Linked DNA regions of Drosophila melanogaster: region 1 is linked to region 2. Evidence: chromatin contacts called from public targeted proximity ligation data. All regions are on one chromosome and are shown on one strand. The core of a region is the stretch at or near the end of the contact, and the rest is flanking DNA. Distances in the headings are between cores, read along the strand shown. Region 1 holds the start of CG46309. Region 2 holds the start of wek (weckle).

The links.
Region 1: a targeted proximity ligation map of the Kc167 cell line shows a contact between it and region 2, with 9 times the contacts expected there. A contact is called at or near these places in 17 of 107 Hi-C or Micro-C datasets (the Clone 8 cell line, the D17-c3 cell line, the Kc167 cell line and 10 more) and 4 of 7 datasets of targeted methods (the Kc167 cell line and the S2 cell line).

What each region holds. Positions count from the first base shown.
Region 1 is chr2L:16,248,534-16,254,272 of dm6, forward strand. It overlaps CG46309, which reads right to left and starts at 3,255. Exons shown (of 6, transcript NM_001347787.1): 1 at 3,091-3,255; 2 at 1,548-1,625; 3 at 298-1,173; 4 at 69-235. The coding sequence starts at 3,225. The coding sequence ends at 3,097. It overlaps PRL-1 (PRL-1 phosphatase), which reads right to left. Exons shown (of 6, transcript NM_135936.3): 2 at 1,548-1,625; 3 at 298-1,173; 4 at 69-235. The coding sequence starts at 417.
Region 2 is chr2L:15,765,172-15,771,050 of dm6, forward strand. wek (weckle) reads right to left here and starts at 3,178. Exons shown (of 4, transcript NM_001273543.1): 1 at 2,935-3,178; 2 at 1,969-2,874; 3 at 1,562-1,908; 4 at 962-1,497. The coding sequence starts at 3,060. The coding sequence ends at 1,464. It overlaps Ku80, which reads right to left. Exons shown (of 5, transcript NM_135923.3): 1 at 5,879; 2 at 5,726-5,821; 3 at 5,438-5,670; 4 at 5,260-5,382; 5 at 3,459-5,200. The coding sequence ends at 3,568. It overlaps CG3793, which reads left to right. Exons shown (of 4, transcript NM_001259109.2): 2 at 1-37; 3 at 102-418; 4 at 504-1,096. The coding sequence ends at 540.

The sequences.
Region 1 (5,739 bases), core at 2,005-4,504, 480 kb after region 2:
CTTAAATGACATAATTATTAAAATAACAATTAACTACGCGAATGCAAGAGCTCTGTTATTGTACTCACTTATCCTTTAAGACCTCAAACCACTCGTCAACGACTTGCTGAGGCGGGAAGGTGCCGTCCTCAAAGGCCAGGTCCTTGACGGTAATGCCTTGTGTCTCGAGCTCGTCGGTATTATAGCTAGGTTCGCACACGCGCACCACAGTGTTGACATTGTTCTTCTTTAGCTCCTACAAGAATGTTATGGAAATTAATGGGTGGCGGTTAAGGCTTACACGATTATGGGACTTACCATAATGTAGTGATTAATGGTTATGTCTGATGGTCGATCGGTGATTAGGAACTTCATGCCCTTGTACTCAATTAGAGCGGGCGCTGGGCGCAGATCTTTTTGACGCATGGTGATGCTCATAAACAATTACAAAAGCTGTTCTGAAGGACTTAATCTGGCTCGTGTGCACTTAAGTCTGTTTTCTTACAATCTTGAGGTGTGGTTTTTGTTTCGTTTTCACAAAGATTTGATTGGTTTCTTTTAACGGAAGTAGTTTGATTTCTAGATTAAAAATTCAGCGTGTTAGAGGCTTACAATTGAATCTTGTTTAGGCTAGAGTTATGTATAAAAAATAAATATAAATATAAATATAATTAACTCTTTTCGTATCGTATCTTAAATGTTTTACACCAAAACACAAACTTAGTTTAAGTATCGTTTAAGTAAAATTAGTTCTTTTTCTTTTCAATTAAGTACAATTATGGATTTTTTCTGCTATCACAAAGAAAATCAATCAATTTTCTTTGACTGAAAAAAGGGTTCCCTGTTAAGTGTCACACGTATTTTTTAAGCTAACAAAAATGATTTGGGCTCAGTTCCCGTTTTGTTTTCGAAAATATTACAACTTTTTCAAGGTTTCGTTGTTAAAAATTTAAATATATCCTTGCTGTGATATGATCTGTGATCACCGCGATGCTTTGAATTTAGTATTCTTCTTTCTCTCCCATAGATCGACAGTCTTTGGCTAATTGATGCCGCTGCTGTCGCCGCTATTTCAGCTGATCCGTTGACGGTATTATTCTGATGGTATCCACACCACTTATCTATCGATGGCGACTTCCGAAGTGGTGACTGTGTTTACTCAGGCTATCTCCGCCTTTTTGTAGGATTGCTTACCTGCAAAGAGTGAGACTAGAATGAGTTCAATATTCCAGACAAATCTGGCGCAAGTCGGTTTGAGCTTCTTTCTCGCGACTCCCATTGTTCATTTAATTGAAAACAATTCGTGGGAAACTAAAAAACAATTTAGCTCAATTACACGCAATGAAATAATTGAGACTTTCGCCATTTTCGTCTCGCACGACACTCTCTTTTTATCCGCGATGTTCTTCGGGGCGGGTCAAGCCGTCAATTGTCCAGAAAGGTCACAGTGCTTTGTTCACTGTAAGTCAAGTGACCTTTCCATGGCCAGCAAGTGTACCGCCCGTGCCACTTGAGCTAATTAATTAAACGAAAAGTCCATATACCCTACAAAAATAATCCATACTCACTTTTTATTTGTGCTGTGCCTGGCAGTATTCTGCACTGTCTAGATGAAACTCCATAGATGTGGGAACAGGTCTAACCAACTGCAAAAGAGAAATAAAATGTTGGGACAACATTCAGTATCACATTTAAATGAAATGAAAATTGAAAAAAAGCTAGAAATATTTTTGTAGGAATTTATTTGACCACCATTTGCAATCGAGAAATGAAGAATGTTTGTAAACATTACCAGCTAAAAGCGTTTATTGGAAATAAATTGTATACAAAAAAATCGATTTGCAAGTCAATTCCAAAGTGATACATAAAAATTATAATTGAAATAAATAAATTAATTATAAAACTGGTGCATTACAATCGAAATCATTCAAGGGTTAGGGCTCACGTTGTACATAATATACATATATTGTACAATTTTGAAACAGGTGCCATAAGCATACAAAAATAATTTCAACATTTTTAGGATTTACCAACTTTTGCAATACTTAATTAGCAACCAAAATAGCCAATTTAGAATAAATAAAAGAAAACCGCCTTTATCAACTGAAATTTATCTGCGAGAACCAGAAAACATACGCAAGGAAAATCGTTGAAGTGGATTTTAAATGTATTGGTCGCCTGCTGTCTGAAAAAAAAAATATTAAAAATATTCCCTAAAAGTGATCCAAGATAATGACTGCTCATTTCCACGACCGTTTACATTATTTATATTCCGTTGATGATCATGAAAAGCATATGTATAAAATGAGTTCACAAATATAAAGACCGAAACAGAACAATGATTGTATAATATGTATTTCGCATATATACGTGTATATCCACACAAACGCGATAACTCTTTAAGCAAATATTCCATTTTCTATGGCCCCAGTGCGACCTGTGTTTATTTTTGCACTTTTGCCTAAAGTAGGCGAATATTTCTCTCGAAAATTGGCCAATTCCTTATGTTAAAGGCATTTCGATTATGGTATGTATTGGAGAATCCATTGTGGAATAGCTAGTGATATTGAAACGCGTGAAACTAATTAAGAAGCGGGCGCAAAAAAATAAAAACAAAACATATAAAAGGAACACTTTGTTGATAGAACTGAAAACTTTCACTTCTTCTCGGAATGCACCTAGTATATACCAGTACATTCTAGATTTGTCAGTGTGTGTGTGTGTTTACCTCATGACACGTTAAGCAACAACACTTTTTGTTGATGCTATATTTCCCAGTCGGTTTTTACTTGTGACTTATGCAATGTATTTTTTGTTTTGCGTCTTGGCGAAATTGAAAAATCACACAGGCAAATATATATGTAAATATCTATATATACATAGGTATTTCGCTATGCATTTAAGCAAATACAGTGATTAGTTGCTGATTACGACGGGGCGGCTTGTAACCCGTTGATATGGACTCCCGATTAGATATCGACAGGTGTTTGCCGGAAGACACTAATCGATTTTATCCGCGGATCGTAAAGCTTTCTCTCCTATCAGTTAATTCGAATATACTGAGGATTGGTCCTCCACATTCAGATTTGCCAGCGGATAAATTGTATTTACCTATCGTTAATCGCCCGTTATACGGCGAGATAGTATCTCGATTAAATATCGACAAGTGTCGATTCTGAGACGTTGATCGATTACGATTACCACAATAAGTAGACGCGTATTGCTGCGTGATGAGCACTCTCTCATGTTTTGCTATCGACTGGCGATTGTCAACTCTTCGCCGCCCATTTTACGCCACGGAAACGGCCGCTCCGTCCGGCAGTAAGTCTCCATTGCCGGGGAGAACGAAGAGAGAGTCGTGACGCACATCTCTCCAATCGCTCACGCAGAGAGCGAAAAAAAATTATCTACAGTCTGGTGCATATTTAAAGCGCTTTAAAAAGTCTGTTGTGCAAAAACAATAGAGGCAGGAAAAATAGAAACAATTTGCTTGGTTAGTTTTACTTTTCTACTGTTGAACATAATTAGCAGAGTTCAATGGACCATGAAAGGGCGAATTTTGTGCTTACTAAAAATGTTTAAATTTTAAAGCATTTTATTCGTTCTGGTATAGTAGTGACAATATAAGTAGTTCTGATTTAAAATCACGAGGGTATTTATTTTAAAATGTTAAATTGTTTAATTTTAGAAACTAGACAACAAGTTAGTTTGTATTCTGTTCTTTTTAAATATAGATCTTAAAATATTTTTTTCGACTTCGTCTCTGAAATAAGTTTCGAAAATAAACTCTACTAAAATTTTGAATATACCTGTATTTTCGAAGAAACGCAAATCATATTGACATTACCTAACAAACACTTATATTTATGACCAATACAAATTATTTCGCGTTAATGGCTTGGTATTTTAAAGTGCCAAAATGCTTATAGACATATAATCCGTAGGATATTCAAATAACTGTGTGGAAACGCTTTTTAAATCGGGGAATAAATAAATGATTGATAAGATCTTTAGCATATAAAGGTTTTTTTCCCCATCTAGCTACCTGACTTGGAAAGTGTTCAAATACAGCGAAGGAAAGTTTTGCAGTCAGATTATAACTTTTACGGGATGCCAAGGTCAGTCGTTATTTAAGGGCAATAAACAAAGCTAAATGCGGTTTATATTATGCACAGTTAATGAAGGCTACGGCGCACACAAACGTGTAACTTAATATGAAATTAGTCTTACATTTAAACCAGTTGATTATAATCGAGATGTAGGCAAATGGCATGACGACACTAATACCAAATTGCGGCTATATTGTTACTCGCTATATACAAACATACATGCATACATATGTACACATTTGTTCCACTTGAATGCTCCTCGCTACATACACAGATTTTCAAATACATTTTCCAATCAGTTAATACATCATAATGTCTTTAAACGACGAGTTTAATGAAATCAAACTTTTGATTCAAATCAACATAAAGATATTCGTGCAATTAGACAAAACTTCTTAACAGACTATTGTATCTTTGACAAAAAATACTTTTTGTTCTCTCCGAGGTAGCAGATGGTTTTGTCTGTGCGGAAAGTTGATTGGACTTTCCCGAAACAGGAGCAGACGACTTAGACCGAGGGCCAGACAAGAAGGAAACAAAGAACAAGGAACCGATGAAATCTGGAGGTAAGAAAGCAAACACAACTGAATGCCGGTGTGTCTGAGTTTGGATTCGGGGTTCAAAGTACTTCAATTCCAGTTCCCTTTTCTTTTTTTTTTTTTTTGTTTGTCCCCTCTTTCAGTTTTTGTTTAGACTTCGACTGCAATCCTGGCAAACAAGATCGCCCGATTTACGCCAATAATCACAGACTTGCAAAAAATAGTAGTAAAAGGTTGTAAACAAATTGAAAATGACTAACGGACGGGAAATGTGATGAGGGTAACTGCCACTCAAGCCTCAACTTACTAAGCTAAAGTCTGTCCACGGGTGTCAATAAAACCGGAGACGTGCCGAAAAAAAAAGCCAGACATAACGCAGACACTAAGAATACATTAAGTCTTATACACTTATTAAAAAAACAAAAACTAGCTACCTACATGGGGTAGAAAGCTGGTAGACTAAACATTCAATAAAACAGTACACTGTTACCAACTTGGAACTTAAATCATTGGAATCATTGGTATCTTAAATGAATATTGAGAATAATTGTAAATGATTTAGGATCAATAGATATAAATTCATCTTACAATAAATGTATAGTCAAGAAGATTGATATAGATAGATTGATATAGATAGATAGATATAGATAGATACGAGATATAGATAGATATAGATATAGATATAAAGCAAGCAAGAACCTTTTTTGTACTGCCAAACACATGAAAACCAAAACTTTTCTAAGTTTTGTTCACCTTAGATATTCGCGGCACGCTTTCAGATCAGATAAGTATGGGTATTGGAAACCCAAGTCAAATGAAAAGACAGCAAAAAAAAACACAGACCAAGCTCGAGTTATTGATTTTGCGCGACTAGCAAAGGAGGAAGGGCGATGTCCAAGCCCCAGCACCAACACCATCTCCATCTCCATCCATCCGCGATTTCCGTATTTCGCCATAATGGAAATTTTAAGTTTGCCCCGAAGCGTCTCGAGTGCTGCGAACCAGGAGGAGATGAGCAGGAAATGGTGGCCCCACCACGGGGGCAACTAGGATCTCAAACCGCCTTTTTCTAGTTGCCAAGTGGTCGCGCTGTTTTTCGTGACGCACCAGGC
Region 2 (5,879 bases), core at 1,928-4,427:
AAAGTTCCAAGCAGCCGTCTTTGTCAACTACGAACAGGTGAGCATGTGCCACCTCTGTGTTTCCCATCCAACTAGTGCATTGAATCCTTTGCTCGCCGCAGGTCAACATGAACGACCGTTTCGGCGATGTGATGCTCAACAATCTGCGCGGACGCGGCTGCAGCCTGGCCGGCGTTGAATCCTGCTTGTCGCTGGATACGCAGAGGAACCGCTTCAAGGACAGCGGCTGGACTGGCGCCCGCGCCTGGGACATGGTCCAGGTGTACGAGAGCATCTCGGCGGCCGAGAGGCAGCGAATCGAGCGGCTGGAAATGCTGGACGAGGGTGAACTGCTGCTCCAGCTTTTCCAGCACTACTGCCTGGTGGTCGCCTGGCTGGGCGTGGCCTTTCAGGATATAGATATCACGTGCGTGCCAGTGTAAACATTCGTGCCTAACCGACAGCGGTCTCTTGCGATTCCCGTTTAATCAACATGATTTTTTCTTTCCTCTATTTCCATGCAGCGTCGAAGAGTTAATGTCCTCGCTGAACATTGACTAGGAGTGAGTGAAGGTGGAAGGGATAGAGAGCCAACCTACTTGGATGCACTATTTATTGACTCTGCTCGGTTTGGAGGAAGGCCATGCCAAAATATTTTGCTTCTCAACGTGTTAACCTAAACAGCAAGTAATTAAAGAGAAACCATCGAAATCAAAACATGTTTAGATATTTATCCTACACAGAGACCCACTCACAAATGATCTAATTTGTATTAATTTAGTTGTTCCTTATATTTTTTTCTCTTGTTACATTTTTATTATTTAATCGCTTAATATTTACTATTTTATCACCGAGTTGTGGCACAAAATATTGATAGGTGATCAATATGCCATTCATTCATTCCCCAATTTAAGTGTGCGTTTAAATTGTAAATGTATTTTGAAATTATTAAAAAAAAAACCAACTTAAATGCAAAAAGGGCCGTTGTGTGTTTAATTAGGTGTCAATGTATCTGGTGTTAGCACGAAGCATTTACATTTGCTGAGTTATAATTTCAAACTGATTTTATTGTGAATAAGCCCTTGGAATTATCTACAGACCAACTTGTCGCAATCTAGTGAACCATGCGTGGGAGTTCTATGAATAGCGCTCATCTTTAAAATATGCTGCAACCGCTCACAGGAGTTTCAATTGAGTGTTTCAAAGTGTACGCATAATTTGGTGTCACAAATTACAATTGTTATTTTTAAATCTACATTGTGAGTCAAACAATTATTATCTTTTATACAATGTCATTTTCATGTGTGAACACATTTCCCAATTTAAGTGTGCGTTTAAAAAGTGAATTTATTTTGAAACTTATTAAAAACCAATTTAAATGCAAAAAGGGCAGTTGTGTGTTTAATTAAGTGTAAATGTAAATGTCTCTGGGATAAAATTTTACTGCGCACTGCTATTTATACATTTTTGTCAACCAACATGGTCTAATCCTGTTTGGCCTTGGCCATCTCGCGAGTTCTGCAAACCAAAAATTTAGTACAATAGTAAGCTAATAATAATAATATGCATGACTATAGCTTACATCGCTCTCAGTTCTTCCAATGTTGGCACTGGAACACGTGAAGATTCGGTTTCATCCTCCTTGGACGCCAGTTCCGGATGTTTTTTCCATTTGTGGGAGCGACAGTTGGTGTTGCTGGCGAACGCCTTTCCGCAGTACTTGCATACGTAGGGTCTGAGGCCGGTGTGTCCAAGGAGATGGATCTTCAAGGCCGTGGAGTTCTTACAGCCGCTGCCACAAACCTCGCACTTGAAGCGCCGCTCATCCGTGTGCACATACTTGTGCTTGTTAAGAATCGCCCGTGTCTGCAGCTTTTTGCCGCAGACATTGCACTCAAACTTGGGCTCACCATGTGTCTGACTGTGCACCTGGAAATTGTATACAAATTTCAAGATTTAGTTGGTCCACAAGATTATTCGATGACTTACTCTCAGCCTAGCTTTGTTCTTAAAACCAGCATTGCAGACGGGGCATATACAGGGCTTCTCTTCCGTGTGAACCAGCTGGTGCTCCACCAGCGATGTGAAGGTCTTCAAACCCTTTCCGCAGTGATCGCAAACGTATTTCTTCGGACCGCCGTGCATGTCGTGCTTGTGCCTGCGCAGAGCCATGAAGGACATAAAGGTTTCGTTGCAGATTTTGCAGGGATAATCGACGAAATTCGAACTCTGGGAGCCATGGGGTGACATGCTCAATTCGGATGTCTTGTCATCTTGTTTGGATTTAGCATTGTCGTCTGGTTCGCGGGAAGTTACGTTATCGCTGTCGTCCACGTTTTTCTGTTTGCCTGAGCCCTTGGGTCTGCCTCTTTTTCGCTTCAAAGGCGGCGGGGATACGGCCTCGTCTTCGTCTAGAATGGCCTCCTCATCATCCGACTCGGTTGCAGTGTACACTTTGGAATTTCGCTTAGCCGCAAACTGCTGTCGGCGACTTCGTTTTGTTTCAACTTCAGGAATTGATGCAGTAGGTGAGGCTAGCACTTTGGGATCGGAATTACACTGTTTGAGATTAGCTCGTGTTCGCACGGTCTGTGCTTCAAAATCGGGTGACGGAGATGTGGAATGGTCTGATATCGTTAGCTCCTCTACCAAGGAACACCTATCCTCCGTATCGTCTATGTCCAGGAACTCGAGGTCCTGCTTGCAGGCCGGCGGAAGGCCGTATTCCAGACGCAGGGCGTCCAAGTCCTGGCTATCCTGCGGCTCCGAGTGTCGCAGAAGCTCAAAAATGGCTTGTACTTTGGAAACGCTATCCGAGAAGGTGATCAGCTGGCCAATCACCGAGTAGCACTCCTCGCACAACATGCTGCCCAGTTCCGGTTCCTCGAGGGTCATCTGCGTGTGTGGAAAACTAATGTATAAGCTATCTGTAGGCTGGGAAAACGAATAACATACCTCCACATCAAAGCATTTGCTGATAATCCTAACCAGATCGTCGTCCCGCTCGCGCACTTTGTATACAACGTCGTCGCGGGCGCACAGGCGACACCAGTATATCCAATCGCTTGTGGGAACTCCCATGGCTAATCCTCAACAGAAGCCCCACAGTTTGGTACAGTATGCCCTCGGGTTTTGACTAAATTCTATTGCCAAAGCGCTGATTAAAATCAGCTGTATGGAGCGGAATTCCGAATCGATTAATTGGTATGCGCACTCCGATGATTTTTGGAAATATCGATAAGTGCAAAACAACAAGTTGTTGCCGCCATTTTCAAAAAGTATTCAGTTTAAATTTGGAATTGAAAATTGTATTTATTTTACTTTTTTTTCTCAATCATAAGAAGTATTACTAACGTTTTCCTTCCTGCGTGTCGATGTTTATTAACATAGAGATGTATTATCATCATCATTTGGATGTGGTTTCCCAGGGATATAATGTTGTTTTTAAAACATGCGACCGAGTTTTTACTCTGGTATATATATATAAACAATATAATAATTTATTTTCGACTTACATATAAGAAAAACTGTGTATAACAAAAACTAATTTTAGCACATTTGCTTAATATAACAAAATGGAATGATAAACTACATCTCAACGTCTTCCATATCGTTCGCCCCACTCTCCACCCAATTCTCGATGGTGTAATAGGCTTTTAGAGCCAATTCGTCGTCCAGCGTCGGCTCGCCAAGCACCAAAGGGCCCAATTGCTTGTCGACCATAACGTCTTGCCAGAATTCGCTGCGATTCTTGGCCAGCGCGATCTTCTTCAGCTCCTCAGCGAACTTGTCGTATTCCAAAAAGGTGTTGAAGTCTATACAGCTCTGTCGGTACAGGGTGATGAGCTCGCCCAGTTGCCCGATGTTCTGTTTCCTGCGCTGCAGCAGTGTGATGATCACCACGCGGGTATCGGCAGCCAGCGCCTGAAAGCGGGCATCTCGCTCAGTGGCATTACTGATTGTGTGAACGCTAGCCAGGACTCGCCTGAAATCAGAGATTGGATCAATTAAGCCCACACCGTCTGATGGCAACGGGATTTCCTTCTCCGCTGGTTCCGACTTGACTGCCACACCATTCTCTGCCTGCTCCTTGGCCAACAGCTTTTCCTGCCAGGCGCGACTATAGCGCAATGGAAATAGCTTCTTTACGATGGCTGCCGCTCTCTTTGACTTCTCCTCCAAGGGATCTGGCACTCGCCAGAATACATCTGCGAAGTTTTTGTCCTTAAGCATTTTGTCTTCCTTGTCGTTATCATAGATAACTTTTCGCTCTAGGATGTCCATGACATTCTGCTCAAAGATGCTGGGAAGTGCGTCGAACGGCAGCAGATCATTCTGCGCCCACGGACGTGGCTGCTGCGTGTCCCGCAGTGTGCACTCCAGATCGGTGCTATCGATTAACTGATCAATGGCATTCAGCTGTTCCTCGCTGCACTCCGTCTTGGTGGTTCGCAGTGCCGGAAAGTCCCAGAAGTGGTGCTGAGACGTATAGGAAACTTCCAGCATATACAAAGTAGCCGGATGGGTATCGTCTGCTAAGCGGGGCAGTAGCACAACCATTTGCGGTCTATTAAACTTGGTGCTATATATTTTCCAGCACAGTATGGCCCGATCCGAAGAAACGAGAGCACGCACCAGAGCGTCCAGCTTCACGGCGGCAGATTGATTGTGCTTCTGATGCACCAGGAGGTACAAGGACTCGCCACAAAAGTACTCATCCGGCACGGCATTTCTTTTGATAAAGCCAAAGAAGTGGAGACCAGGTGGGTGTGGTTCCTTTGGCTCTAGCACGGCCTCGTCGTATGGCACCGGAGTGCCGCCCAGCATGTAACCGGTTATCAGATTCTCCGGCAGCGGGGTGATCTCAGTGCCTTTGATATAATGACGAGTCTCCCGTATCACTATCTCATCCTTTTCCGCCCAGACCTTTACCAGCTTTACGGGCGTCTGGTTCTTCATGGCGATTATGCCCTGCAGGCTAATGGAGATCTTGCTGCCGATGTTCAGCTTTGCGTTCCACACCCAGGGTCGCCGGTTGGTCACCTTGAAGACGGTATGCAGTGCCTCCTTGAAGCTGCACAACGTCGCATTGCAGCGAGGAACGAGACTGAGGGCGTACTTCTGGTTATTCAGCTCATCGGGGCCGCATTTGCGCGAAAAGTTGAAAATAGCCTGAGGCTGAGAAGTGATGGCATTGTCTATGTAGGCTATGTTGTGAGTTCTAAGTGATAATGTAAATTATTATTACTATTATGCATTTAACAAAATAAATAATCTTACCCCACAATTAACTCGATGTTTTCGCCAAGTAATTCGTCCGTGATTTCGTTGAACTTCTCGTAGTCCTGTGGAAAGTCGTTGAAATCGAAGAGCAGGAGGATCCTCCGCCTGGCGACTCTCAAGCTGCAAGGAATATTCCATAAAATGTGATGGTTAGATGATAAGGTAAGTCACATACGTAGTTGCGACATTCTGAAGCTCCAGGGCCGCCTGTAGACCATTTAGCCATTCTCCATCCTCGCAGGCTGTCTTATTCACAAACTGGAAGAATTCCAGCAAGAGCTGCCAGCTGCAAAGTCTTGGTTCACCAAAGGGCAGCACATTTGGGTGGGAAGCATCCTCAGTTTTTATTTCATCGGTGTCGCAACCCACGAGGACGAAGGACACGTAGTCCTTCCTATCGCACACGATCTGCAATTGTTTCAGTTAGCATATTTAACTGAGTTCCCAATTGTATTTCACACACCTTGTCCTTAAGAATCTCCGCCACACATTTTGCGGACTTCAGCTTCACTTCTTCGGCGGCACATGTTCGCACATCCAGTACAATTATAAGGCATTCCTGGAAATCAAACAATGGAGATACCTTAACATTAAATGCGATTATTTGTGAACCTACC